Regions from separate parts of the Gossypium hirsutum genome. Here regions 1 and 3 are each linked to region 2. A link is a contact called in public Hi-C data. All regions are on one chromosome and are shown on one strand. The core of a region is the stretch at or near the end of the contact, and the rest is flanking DNA. Distances in the headings are between cores, read along the strand shown.

Region 1 (3,580 bases), core at 397-2,896, 200 kb before region 2:
TTTGGAAAATGCTGCTAAAAATGAGCATTAGCGGCGTTTTCCAAAAAGCGCCACAAAAAACCTAAGCCCAACGTCTTTTTTTAGTTTTCGAGGCTTTAGTGACGTTTTTCAAAAAGCGTCGCTAATGCATGGGGCTTTAGCAGCGTTTTTGGAAAAGCGCCGCTAATGTTCAGGGCTATAGCGGCGTTTTTGAAGAAGCGCCACTAATGCTCGGGGCTTTAACGGCGTTTTTGAAAAAGCGCCTAATGCTCGGGGCTTTAACGGCGTTTTTGGAAAAGCACCGCTAATGCTCCGGGCTTTAGTGGCGTTTTTGGAAAGGCGCCACTAATGCTCGGGGCTTTAGTGGCGTTTTTGAAAAGCGCCGCTAATGCTCGGGTCTTTAGCAGCGTTTTTGAATAAGCGTCGCTAATGCTCTATTTTTAGCAGCGTTTTTGAAAAAGCACCGCAAAAAATATTTTATCTGTCTATTTATTATTTAATTAGTTTATTTATATTAATTAAAATTCAAATTATTTTTAATTGAATATTCAAAATCTTCAAAAAAAATAATGACACGTAGAAATAATTTGAAATAAAAAACATAGAAAAATATTTGTTAAAAATGGAAAAATTAAAATACTGTTATTTAAAATAATTTTTAAGTTTTTTGGGTACATTACTGAGTGTTTTTTAATTTACATATTAAAAAATTTCTTATATAATCGTAAAAGAGATAGTATTAATTTTAAAATATTGAATTAATTATCACTATAGTTTAGGGTTTTTGGTTTAGGGTATATGATAAATTTAAGATTTAAGGCCGCTTTAGGAGTTAATAGTGTAAGGTTTAAGGAGTATGGATTTAGGGTTTATGCATTAGGGATTATAGTTTAAGGGTTGGGATTTAAGGTTTAGGGGTTAAGGGTTAAGGGTTAGGGGTTAGATTAGTTAGTTTTTTTAATTTATATATTAAATATGTTCTTATATAATTGTAAAAAAGATAATAATAAATTTACTATATTGAAATTAAATTATTTAAGAGATATATAATAGATAGACTTTATATGTATTAAATGGTTAATTTAGGGTTTAAGGTTAATGTTTACTTGAGATTTGTTAAATGATAAAATTTTATACAATTAATTAATGCTTTTATATTTAAAAATATTTAATCTAAACCATTTGATATATTTAAATATTAGTTTAATTAGAATTAATAAATAAGTTAAAAAAAGTAATAGATTGATATGGATTATAGGTAATTATTTAATTTAATAGGACCAGATTATAAGAAATAAAAATAAAATACAAAAATAAAAATGAAATAAAAAACTAAAATTTATAATTTTATCTAATTCTTATAAATATTACTTAAAAAATTTAAGAATTATTTATTTAAAATTTATATGAAAGATACAATAATTGAATATAAAAAATATGTGAGTTTTAGAGGCGTTTTTAGCAAAAAACACCGTTACTATATACAAACGGCGTCGTTTTGTTCAAAATAAAATAATTTTTTATGGCGTTTTTAGTTTAAAAAATAATTTAAGCAATAGCGGTGTTTGCCGCAAAAAATAATTTTAGTTTAAAAAAATGACACCATTTCCCCAAAAACAAAGCAAAACCGACATCGTTTCAAGAAAAGAAAAAGGGCGCCGTACCAAATCTATAGGTCAAACAACCCCCCTCTTATAGTTAAAAAGCTCTCATTTTTCAACCAAATCCAAACCCTAAACTACGCTTCTCCCAATTTCTTATTCATTTTGAGGTTTGAGCAGATCGATCAATTCCAGAGAAGTCACTCAAGGGCTGGGATTCCCTTCAACTCAATGCTCTTTTTTGATGATGAGGATAGGAACATACAAGCTGTAAGAACGAGTTTTCCTATCATCTCGAATTTCCTAATTTTTTTTGTTTTTGCTCTGCTCACTTGCTCGTATTTTATGACATTCCGACTCTTCATTTTTCTTGAAACACCCATGTCTAGCACTTGTATCCAGTACATATATGGATATGAATATGGTGGGAATTTGACCCTCCTAGATCTCTCCAAGCATATGAAAAACTTGGGAAATTTGAGCATGTGTTGGACAAATACCTGTTTAGGATATTCACATCTGAATCTGAGTAACATACTTAGTATTTCATGGAGTCGGATATTAGGATCTTACATGTTTATGCATTGTGGTTTTAAGGATCTTTTTACCTTTTCTTTGTTATGGTTATTGGTAAGGGTTGCCTTGGCATTATGCTTTGTTTCACTTAACAGTATTATCTAATGTTGGCCCTTGGTCATCGGTATCAGAAAGAAACCAAGATTGTTTTACAAATTATGCGGTGGAAACTTTTTGAAACCACATTCAGTATTATAAATTTAAAATGGTCTTATATGTATACCATCTTTGAATGTCGACTTCTACAGAATCCTATCTTATGATTCTCCCAGTGATGCAGGTTAGTTATTTTTCATCCATTCTTACGAAGAATGAATGAAAGCTGATTGTTTTTATTTTTATTTATAAGTGAGGGGGTGTCCAAGATGAAACTTAGTACTTAAATGTTAATCATGACTTAATTTTAACGGATGCTCGGTTGGCTATTATTTTTTATCTTTTTAATTTCTCTTTTGTTATGTCTACTGGACTTGCAGCAGCAATGCTACTATTGTGAAACTTAGTAGTTAAATTCAGTTATGGCCGGTCTAAAGGTTATGGCTTTGTAAAGTTTAGTGATGAAACTGAACAAATTCGTGCAATGACTGAAATGTATGGGATTTATTGTTCAACTAGGGCAATGCGGATTGGACCAGCTGCTAATAAGAAGCCTGTCACTGATCAGCAGTATCAGAAACATAGACTCTTGTGGTTTATTTCAAGTTATACTTTATCTTGATTGCCTTATGAAGTTTGTTTGGTTGTGTATAGTTTTTATTTGCAATGATTTATGCGTGAGTGCTTTGACTTGACAAGTTGACTGCTAGTTGGTTATTGTGTTTTTGTTTATTGGTTTTAATTTTCTGAGGTGGATCTGTTACAATCTTCTTAAAATTCAAGTTCTTTCAGTTATGCACTTGAAGATATGGCGAAATTTATACAAAGTCATTTCCTTCCAGTTTGCCTATGTAAACTTGGACGCTTTTAATTATATTAAAAGTTAAAACATGCACAAACTTATATAAAACTCATGTTTTCTTAAAGCAGGACATCAAGAGGCTCTCATTTTGGGGGGCCTGGAACTGATATCAGCTGAAATGATTCCACTTTAATCCGTGGCCTTATTGTGGATTAATTCTTTTTGATGCTTGCATACATATATGCACTCCTGTGTGTTTTATTCTATTTTTGTTCTAAGATCTATTAAATCTAACTTAATTTTCACGCATTCTGTTGTGCAAGTTGGAGGTCCATGGGATTTCTGCAAAGTCCAAGATCAATGAACCAAAACAGCAAAAATTACATATCTGGAATCGTGAAACGAAGGAATTTGAGTGAATTCGATATGTCAAAATTGGGTATTGGATTTGATGATGAGAAATCCGAAAGAAAAACATCAGAAAAGGCATTAGTTTTGTCTCAGATTAACGTTTGAAAAACAGAAA
Region 2 (3,934 bases), core at 884-3,383:
CATCTCTACTCAACTGCTACCCTCTTGTTTTGACTATGGATCTCCACCCATATTCACTATTTAGGGTTGCCTCCTTTGGCTTTTTCTAGCATTTTTCCTAGGGTAAAACCAACAACCCATGTTTATCTTCTCTTTTTAAATTCTTTTTTTCTAAGATAAAAACCAGCATCTCAGGATTATCTTCTCCTCTTTTTTAGGTAGATTTTTCTGGTACAAGTACAGTTGGGCTAAAACTGGTATGCGTTGAGTGTTGACTCGGTCTTCTTGAAATTGCCACAGCATTCGTGCTGACAAAATGTCTCACCTTTTGCCTCGACAAACCTTCACTCCTTTATTTCTCGTTCCTCAACCTACACCTATCAAACCACCAAACACAACCCTACCACAAGCAATTAAAAGTAACAGATAATAATATTTAAGCATCATCCAAGCTTCTTATGCAATTTTCTAAAATGCTAAAATAATATCCTAAAATGCAACTAAATTCATTTAAGTACATATAATTGACCCAGTCTAATGACATGAATTACAACTTTTTTTTCAAGAGTTTTTTTTTTTTTTTTTGAATCTAACTCTTTTCAAAAGTTTTTTTTTGTGATAAAAAGATGCTAACGTCAAACTCAATTTATTGCACCATCTATTACAATATCATGAATCTCCTAGGGATAATCCATTTTAAAATAACAATTACAACTATTTTGAATAGCAAATTTACACATTCGCCACTTGGTTATTGCTCCGGTTTGCCCAATTAATTTTGACCGAGTCAAAATTATTAAAAGCCTTGCACGCATTCTTGACACAGCAACCTATAATAGTGATGTCCTGTTCCCTCTTATTGACTTTGTTGACCAGATTTGCACAGTCGGATTCAAAAATAACATTTGAAATATTAAGAATGGAAGGCATCTTCAGGCTCTCATCAAAAGCTTCCATCTCCGCCCAATCCGCACTCATCATCTTTTCTTTAAAACCACTGCTGCCCCCGATAACAAAACCTTTCGAATCTCTAGCTATGACACCAAACCCCACTCTTCCATTCAGGACCGCAGCGTCGAAGTTGATCTTTATATAACCATAAGGGGGCTTCATTCAAGTTTTGCTCACCGGGGTCGGAGGGATCACAGGTCTTTCATTCAGGTTGTAAATTCTAAACTCTTGACTAAGAGCCTTTGCCCTTTCCCAAACCACCCTCGCTTCATCGTCTTTACCATTAAAAACCAACTTATTTCTGTTATTCCAGCAGTTCCAGAGGAGAGTAAAAAAGTCCGCTGCAGCCTTAACGTCCAACTCTCTAAGGACATCTTCCAACCAGTCAATGCACCGGTCATAGCTCCCTTCGATCAGCCGATTATTAAGTCCCCCGAAAGTTAGAATTTCATGAGCCAAAGGGCAGTCTTTCAGTGCATGAATCAGCGTCTCCTCTCTGTTCTTGCACCTAGGGCAGATTTTAGAACAGTTCTAACGAATCCGAGAGATGTTATCATAAGTTGGAAGAATATTATGACCGACCCTCCAGCTGAAAACCCGAATCTTAAGAAGCATTTTTTAGTTTCCAAATGGTTCTCCAAAATGCTCTGTGAGGACCAAACCCTATCTTCTTGAGGGAAAGCCAAGAATAAGCCGACTTGAACTGTAAAAACCATGAGGATTATGACACCACGCCCTTCTGTCAGTAACACCATTGTGCAAATGGGTAAATTACAGATTTGATCCCCCAGTAAATTACCATAAAGTTCGATCACCTCATCTCTATTCCAATTCATGCGGTCGTGGTCCCACAGGTCTTGCGCTTTTCTTTCATTGTTGGTCAACAAAGACTGACAAATAGAATCACCATTAAGGCTTTCAAAACCCCAATTGTCCCTTCGAATATCAATTGTTTTTCCGTCCCCCACAAGCCAAACAAAACCCTCTTGAAGAGCTTCGGCGGCCTTAGTTATACTGGACCAAGTGTACGAGGGTTTGTCACAATCTTTTGGCCGAAAAACGTCCCCATCAGGAAAGTTCTTGGCACTAAGCACCTTGAAGCATAAAGTATCTATAAAATGCAAAAGTCTCCACACCTGTCTACCAAGAAGGGCCAAGTTGAAAAGGTGCAAGTCCCGGAAACCAATACCCCCCATACCTTGCGGGTGGCACATTCTATCCCACGCCATCATGGCCCTCCCACGGTTCTTCTCGTTACTCGTCCACCACATGAGACTCATCCTCGATTGTAGCTTTTCAATGATTCCTTTAGGCGCAAGGAAGACAGAAAAAGCATATGTCGGAATAGACTGGAGAATGGCTTTAATGAAGATCTCTTTCCCACCGTATGAAATGAGTCTTTTCGACCAACTCTTTATCCTACAGAACAACGGTTCATAATATTAGTAAAACCAATTGACTTCTTTTTACTAATTGGCAATGGTAAGCCTAGATAGCTATCGTGATTGTTAACCATACGCATCCCAAGAATGCTGCAAAAAAGTTGTCTTTTGAGAATGGAGTTTTCGGGCTAAACATAATCATAGATTTTTCCTTGTTTATATTCTGGCCCGAAACTTTAGTAAAATTCATTATAATTTTTAAAACTTCCTCTACATCCTTTTTTCTGTTACGGATAAAAAGGAGTGCGTCATCGATAAAAAAAATGATTAATGCTAGGGTCGTTAGTGCTAGCCCGAACTCCCCTTATCAAATTTTTATTTTGGGCCTGAATCATCAATCTCGAAAAAGCTTTCATGCAAAAAAGAGGGTTCCCCTGTCTAAGCCCCCGTTCCAGAACAATAGTCTCTAAAAGAATCGAATTGCATTTGACCACGTAGTGGACCAAATGAACACAACTCATAATTTGTTTTCACCCAAACATCTGCATAACCCATCCTTCTCATGACCTATTCAATAAAGTTCCATTCCACTCGGTTGTAAGCTTTGCTATCGGGGTTGATTACAAAGCCTTTGTTCGGCCCATTCTTTGCACTTAATTTATAGGTAATGTAACAACTCGCGGGCAATTAAAATGTTGTCATGGATCATTCGACTGGGAACAAACGCATTTTGATTCTGGCTTATGCAATTTGGAAGATTGTCCTTCAACCGATTTGCAAGAACTTTGGCTATGATTTTATAAATGACCCTGCAAAGACTTATAGGCCTAAAGTTAGACATGTCGATAGGCTCATTAATTTTTGGAATAAGAATAATAATCGTTTCATTTAGACTATCCACATTTCTGTTGCCTCTAAAACCTCATGCCACAGCTTAAAGACATCCGTTCCCACCACCTTCCAATTTTCCTCAAATAAGCACCCTGAGAGGCCGTCAATTTCGGGCGCTTTCCGAGGGTCCATTTGGTTGAAAGGTTCCACTATTTCTTTGTCCGTGAAATCCTTTGTTAGCCTTTCTTTCATGTTATCTGAAATACAATTATCAATGTAATCAAGATTAAGCACCTCATAAGGAGACAAAGTTGATTCAAATAAGTTGTGAAAATACTCCCTGGCAATCGCACAAATATCAGCGTTGTTGTCTTTCCAGCACCTATTCAAATCTTTCAGCCTTTCAATACTATTTTTCTTCCTTCTACTCGTATCCCTAACGTGGAAAAAATGAGTATTCCTATCTCCTTCTTTCAACCACTTAACCCTCGATCTTTGCGCACAATAGCTTTCTTCTTTGTCCAGCAGCTACCCAAGTTTCATGCGCATAGCTTTCAGCTTGCTACCATCGTACATCCTACCAGGACCATGAATGATATTGTTGATTTTTGCTTTTAAAATACCAATTTGGTTTCACATTTTCTTGTTACGACTGTACTGCCATTGACCAAGGGCTTAGCCCACTTTCTTAATCTTTCCCATAACGTCCAGCTCCTTATCACCCCATGCACTTTTAATAATGTTTTTCACAGCCTTCTCTTTTACCTAACAAACGTCGTATCTGAATCTAA
Region 3 (3,506 bases), core at 287-2,786, 140 kb before region 2:
AGCAAAAGAAAAAAAGTTTTGAGAGTTTGAAGGAAGTAAAATTTTTTAGGAGAAATAAAAGATTTAGGGAGAAAATAAAAGAAAAAATTGTGGGTAATAAAAAATTTAGGAAAAATAAAAAGATTTGAGAAGAAAAAAATCGAATTAATTCAACTAAAATAATTCAAATTTTAATTTTTTTTTAATTTTTCAATCAAATCGAATTTTTCTACTAGCTGAAAATGAAAAGAAAAAACTGGGGCACGCTCTATTCTTTGAGTTTGTGATGTTAAGTACCTACTCTAGTTATAGACAAGTCAAAGCACGTTAACAACTCTATCTTCATCACTCATTTTCCCTAGTTGTAAGCATCCCATGGTGGGCATTATTTCTATCCCCCTAAATTTGTTAATGCCTTCCTTTTCAATTTAGGGACGAATATCGAGTATGTGAAATTTGTTTTATTCATGTTAAATTTAAAGTATTTTTAAAAAATTTAACTATTTATTTTATAAAAAAATCCTTTCAATCATTAAATATATTAACATAAATAATATTTTAGATTAATATAATATAGAAATCAAATTAATTAAAAAATTCGCATGTGTGATAAATATAATTATATTAATAAATCTAATCATAAACAAAATTTTAAAAGCATATAAAATTATGTTAATTTTATATCAATATAAAAGAATCCCGCATTATATCAATAGAGAAAGTATTGTATGAAACTGTGATTCTAAGTTATTTATATTCCTTTCTAATAGGAGAATGACAAAACAGATTTTTTCTCCTAATTTTCTGTTTTTTATTCCTGAAAAAATTTAAATTTAACTAAAAATGCTAAAAATAAGGAGGAAAAATATGATTTATCATTCTCCTATTAGAAAATAATAGGGATGGTGTGGAATCACAATTTCATACAATCCATTCTCTATATATCAATATATCAATTTTATCATATATATATATATATAAAGGTCATAATTAAAAATTTTAATTATTTAAAATTGTTTTAGAGAGTTTTTAACGAAGTGTTGGGGTTATACCTTGGCACAAATCCAAAGTACCTCGACCAAAGACTAACATTTAATCTAAGGTGGTGCTAATGTAAGTGAGGGTCGATCTCAAAATTAAGTAAAACTTTTAAAAATTATAATTCAATTTTAACTTTCTAAAAAAAAATTCCTTCTCACAGCCAGTTTAACCTTTGTATGAGAAAACAAAGGGCAGGGTACCCATGTAAAGTAGCCATGGTCCTCCTCAATCATTTGCAACAATTTTGTACTTAACGTTTTCCACCATTCAACTTCTTTAATATGTATACTTTTTTTTTCTAAGCATATCTCTTTCTTTCTTTTACCTTTTCTTTTCTTTTTCCTCTGTAATCTTTTACCATGCGTATGAAAACACTAGAGCCCCATTTTTTTGACCCACCTTCCCCATATTCAACGATGATATTATTAAAAACACATTGGCAAACCTTTGGTATAGGAACCCTATCCCTATCCTTTGCTTTTTGTGCTTTAAAGGTTTCAAGTCACCACTACATCAGTGGCTTTGCCCTTATCCCATCCTCGGTGGTCCTACTGTCTTTAGGCTACTTTGAGTCCCCACTCAGTTCCTTATTGTTTGAACTTCGAACCATTTTGCTTGATGAATCCAAAAACCCTTTTTTTTCATTTTTTCTTTTAACTTCTTTATCATGTTCAATTCGGACAGAATCAATGTCAATGTCAGAATCAAATTTGATTTTGAATAAATGTTAGAGTACTATGAAGCGTGAACACGAATACTTAATACGAGTACGATACGGACACTACAACACAGTAATTTTTAAAAAATGATAACACAAGTACGGTAAGATACGGCAATAATAAAATATTTTTATTATTTATATATATTCTTTATGTTCAAATATATTTTACTTATAAATATTAAATCGTTCAGAAAGAAAATATATTTTATTTAACTTGTCTTGTAAACAATATCTTATTTTATTTAATAAGAATTTAGGTCACACATATATTTATTAATTTTTAATTAAAATTAATTTTTAAAAAATATTTTAAATCTAATTTATATGGGTCTCACATATTTTTTTATTATACTTAATTTCACTATTTTTATACTACTATAATTTGTTTTTACTTTCTTACCCCATTATAAATTTATAACTATATAATACATTATTGTTTCAAAAAAAAAACTATATAATACATTAACTATTTTTTTATTCTTTCTTACGCAGACACTCATATCCCCTTTATTTTCTTCCCCATTTACCCCTTTTTTCCCTTCTCATTTACCGTCCTTACCTTTGCCGCTGTATTTCATTCTCTGCAAAAAAACCCCAGCATCATCATCTTCATATAAGCGAATCGGCTCCAAAGAAGACAGGTATGTTAAAAATCCCATAAATTATCACGATTAAATGTTAAAGTTCTTTTTATCAGTTTACTAAAGTTCTATTCTTGTATATGGGTTTTTTTTTCCGTTTCTGATTCAGGCCAAAGTAAAGCCCGGGAGTGTCCTTTTTTGACACGCTTCAAGGTGTGTCCGGTACATATCCGGCCGTGTCGGTGGCGTGTCCGTGTCGGACACCAGTACGACACTGGTACGAGGGGATTTTCCCCGTGTCGGTGCTTCCTAGGTTGACCATTTTCTGATCAGGAAAAAAGAAGAGGGTTTTGTGTAATGGGAAGCAATCAGTTTCTTGGGACTGATATCATCAATAACCCCATTTGGAGGAAAAATGGAGCACTGATGCTTCAACAACATCACAATTTTCTCGAGAAAGTATTTTACTCGCAGACTGCTAAGTTGAATGATAATTATAAGCACAAACAGTTAAATCGGTGGCAGCTGGTTGTTTAAAATTTGTGTGCAAAGCTGCTGAACTAGCAATAATGAAAACAAGCAGGTGATTTGACCGCTCAACAATCGTGGGATTTAGTCTAATTTGGGGTTTTTTTTATCAAAATATTAAAAAAAACCAAAATAATATAATTTTTTTTTATTTACCAAAATAATACAAAAAAAAGGCTGGTGCCTGTGGCAGAGGCGAAATTAACATGTTCGTATTTCAGTTCTTTGTTCGTATTTTTTTTCAAATTTTATTACTTTAAAAAATATATTATTTTCTAGTTTTATTATTTTATATTATTTTAGTACATTATGTTTAAAATGTATTCATTTAGTGTGTTTTTTATTAAAGTAATAAAATTCGGTAAAAAAATACGAATAAAGGGCCGAAATAAGTTTTTTTTTAAAATTTATTTAAAAAACACACTAAATGAATACATTTCAAACATAATGTACTAAAATAATGTAAAATAATAAAATTAGAAAATATCATATTTTTTAAAAGTAATAAAATCCGGGGAAAAAATACGAACAAAGGGCCGAAATAATGGTTTTTTTAAAATTTATTTAAAAAACACACTAAATTAATACATTTCAAACATAATATACTAAAATAATATAAAATAATAAAATACGAAAATAATATTTTTTATTGAAAG

The links. A called contact is a pair of places that touch in the nucleus more often than the background predicts.
Region 1: a Hi-C map of leaf shows a contact between it and region 2, with 1.7 times the contacts expected there. The contact joins two enhancer-like sites. A contact is called at or near these places in 10 of 34 Hi-C or Micro-C datasets (anther, callus, hypocotyl and 3 more).
Region 3: a Hi-C map of leaf shows a contact between it and region 2, with 2.3 times the contacts expected there. The contact joins two enhancer-like sites. A contact is called at or near these places in 6 of 34 Hi-C or Micro-C datasets (callus, hypocotyl, leaf and 1 more).

Annotation. Positions count from the first base shown.
Region 1 is chrD08:32,816,360-32,819,939 of Gossypium_hirsutum_v2.1, forward strand. No RefSeq gene overlaps it. Among protein-coding and RNA genes, the nearest start is that of TRNAL-UAG, 6.1 kb to the left of the region's middle. Within about 2 kb of position 1,647, at least 7 of the 9 cell types and tissues checked have an H3K27ac peak or open chromatin away from gene starts, as enhancers often do. A contact at or near this core is called in leaf, where this site is marked.
Region 2 is chrD08:33,015,653-33,019,586 of Gossypium_hirsutum_v2.1, forward strand. No RefSeq gene overlaps it. Among protein-coding and RNA genes, the nearest start is that of LOC121220532, 3.7 kb to the left of the region's middle. Within about 2 kb of position 2,134, at least 3 of the 9 cell types and tissues checked have an H3K27ac peak or open chromatin away from gene starts, as enhancers often do. A contact at or near this core is called in leaf, where this site is marked.
Region 3 is chrD08:32,872,510-32,876,015 of Gossypium_hirsutum_v2.1, forward strand. No RefSeq gene overlaps it. Among protein-coding and RNA genes, the nearest start is that of LOC121220539, 12 kb to the left of the region's middle. Within about 2 kb of position 1,537, at least 8 of the 9 cell types and tissues checked have an H3K27ac peak or open chromatin away from gene starts, as enhancers often do. A contact at or near this core is called in leaf, where this site is marked.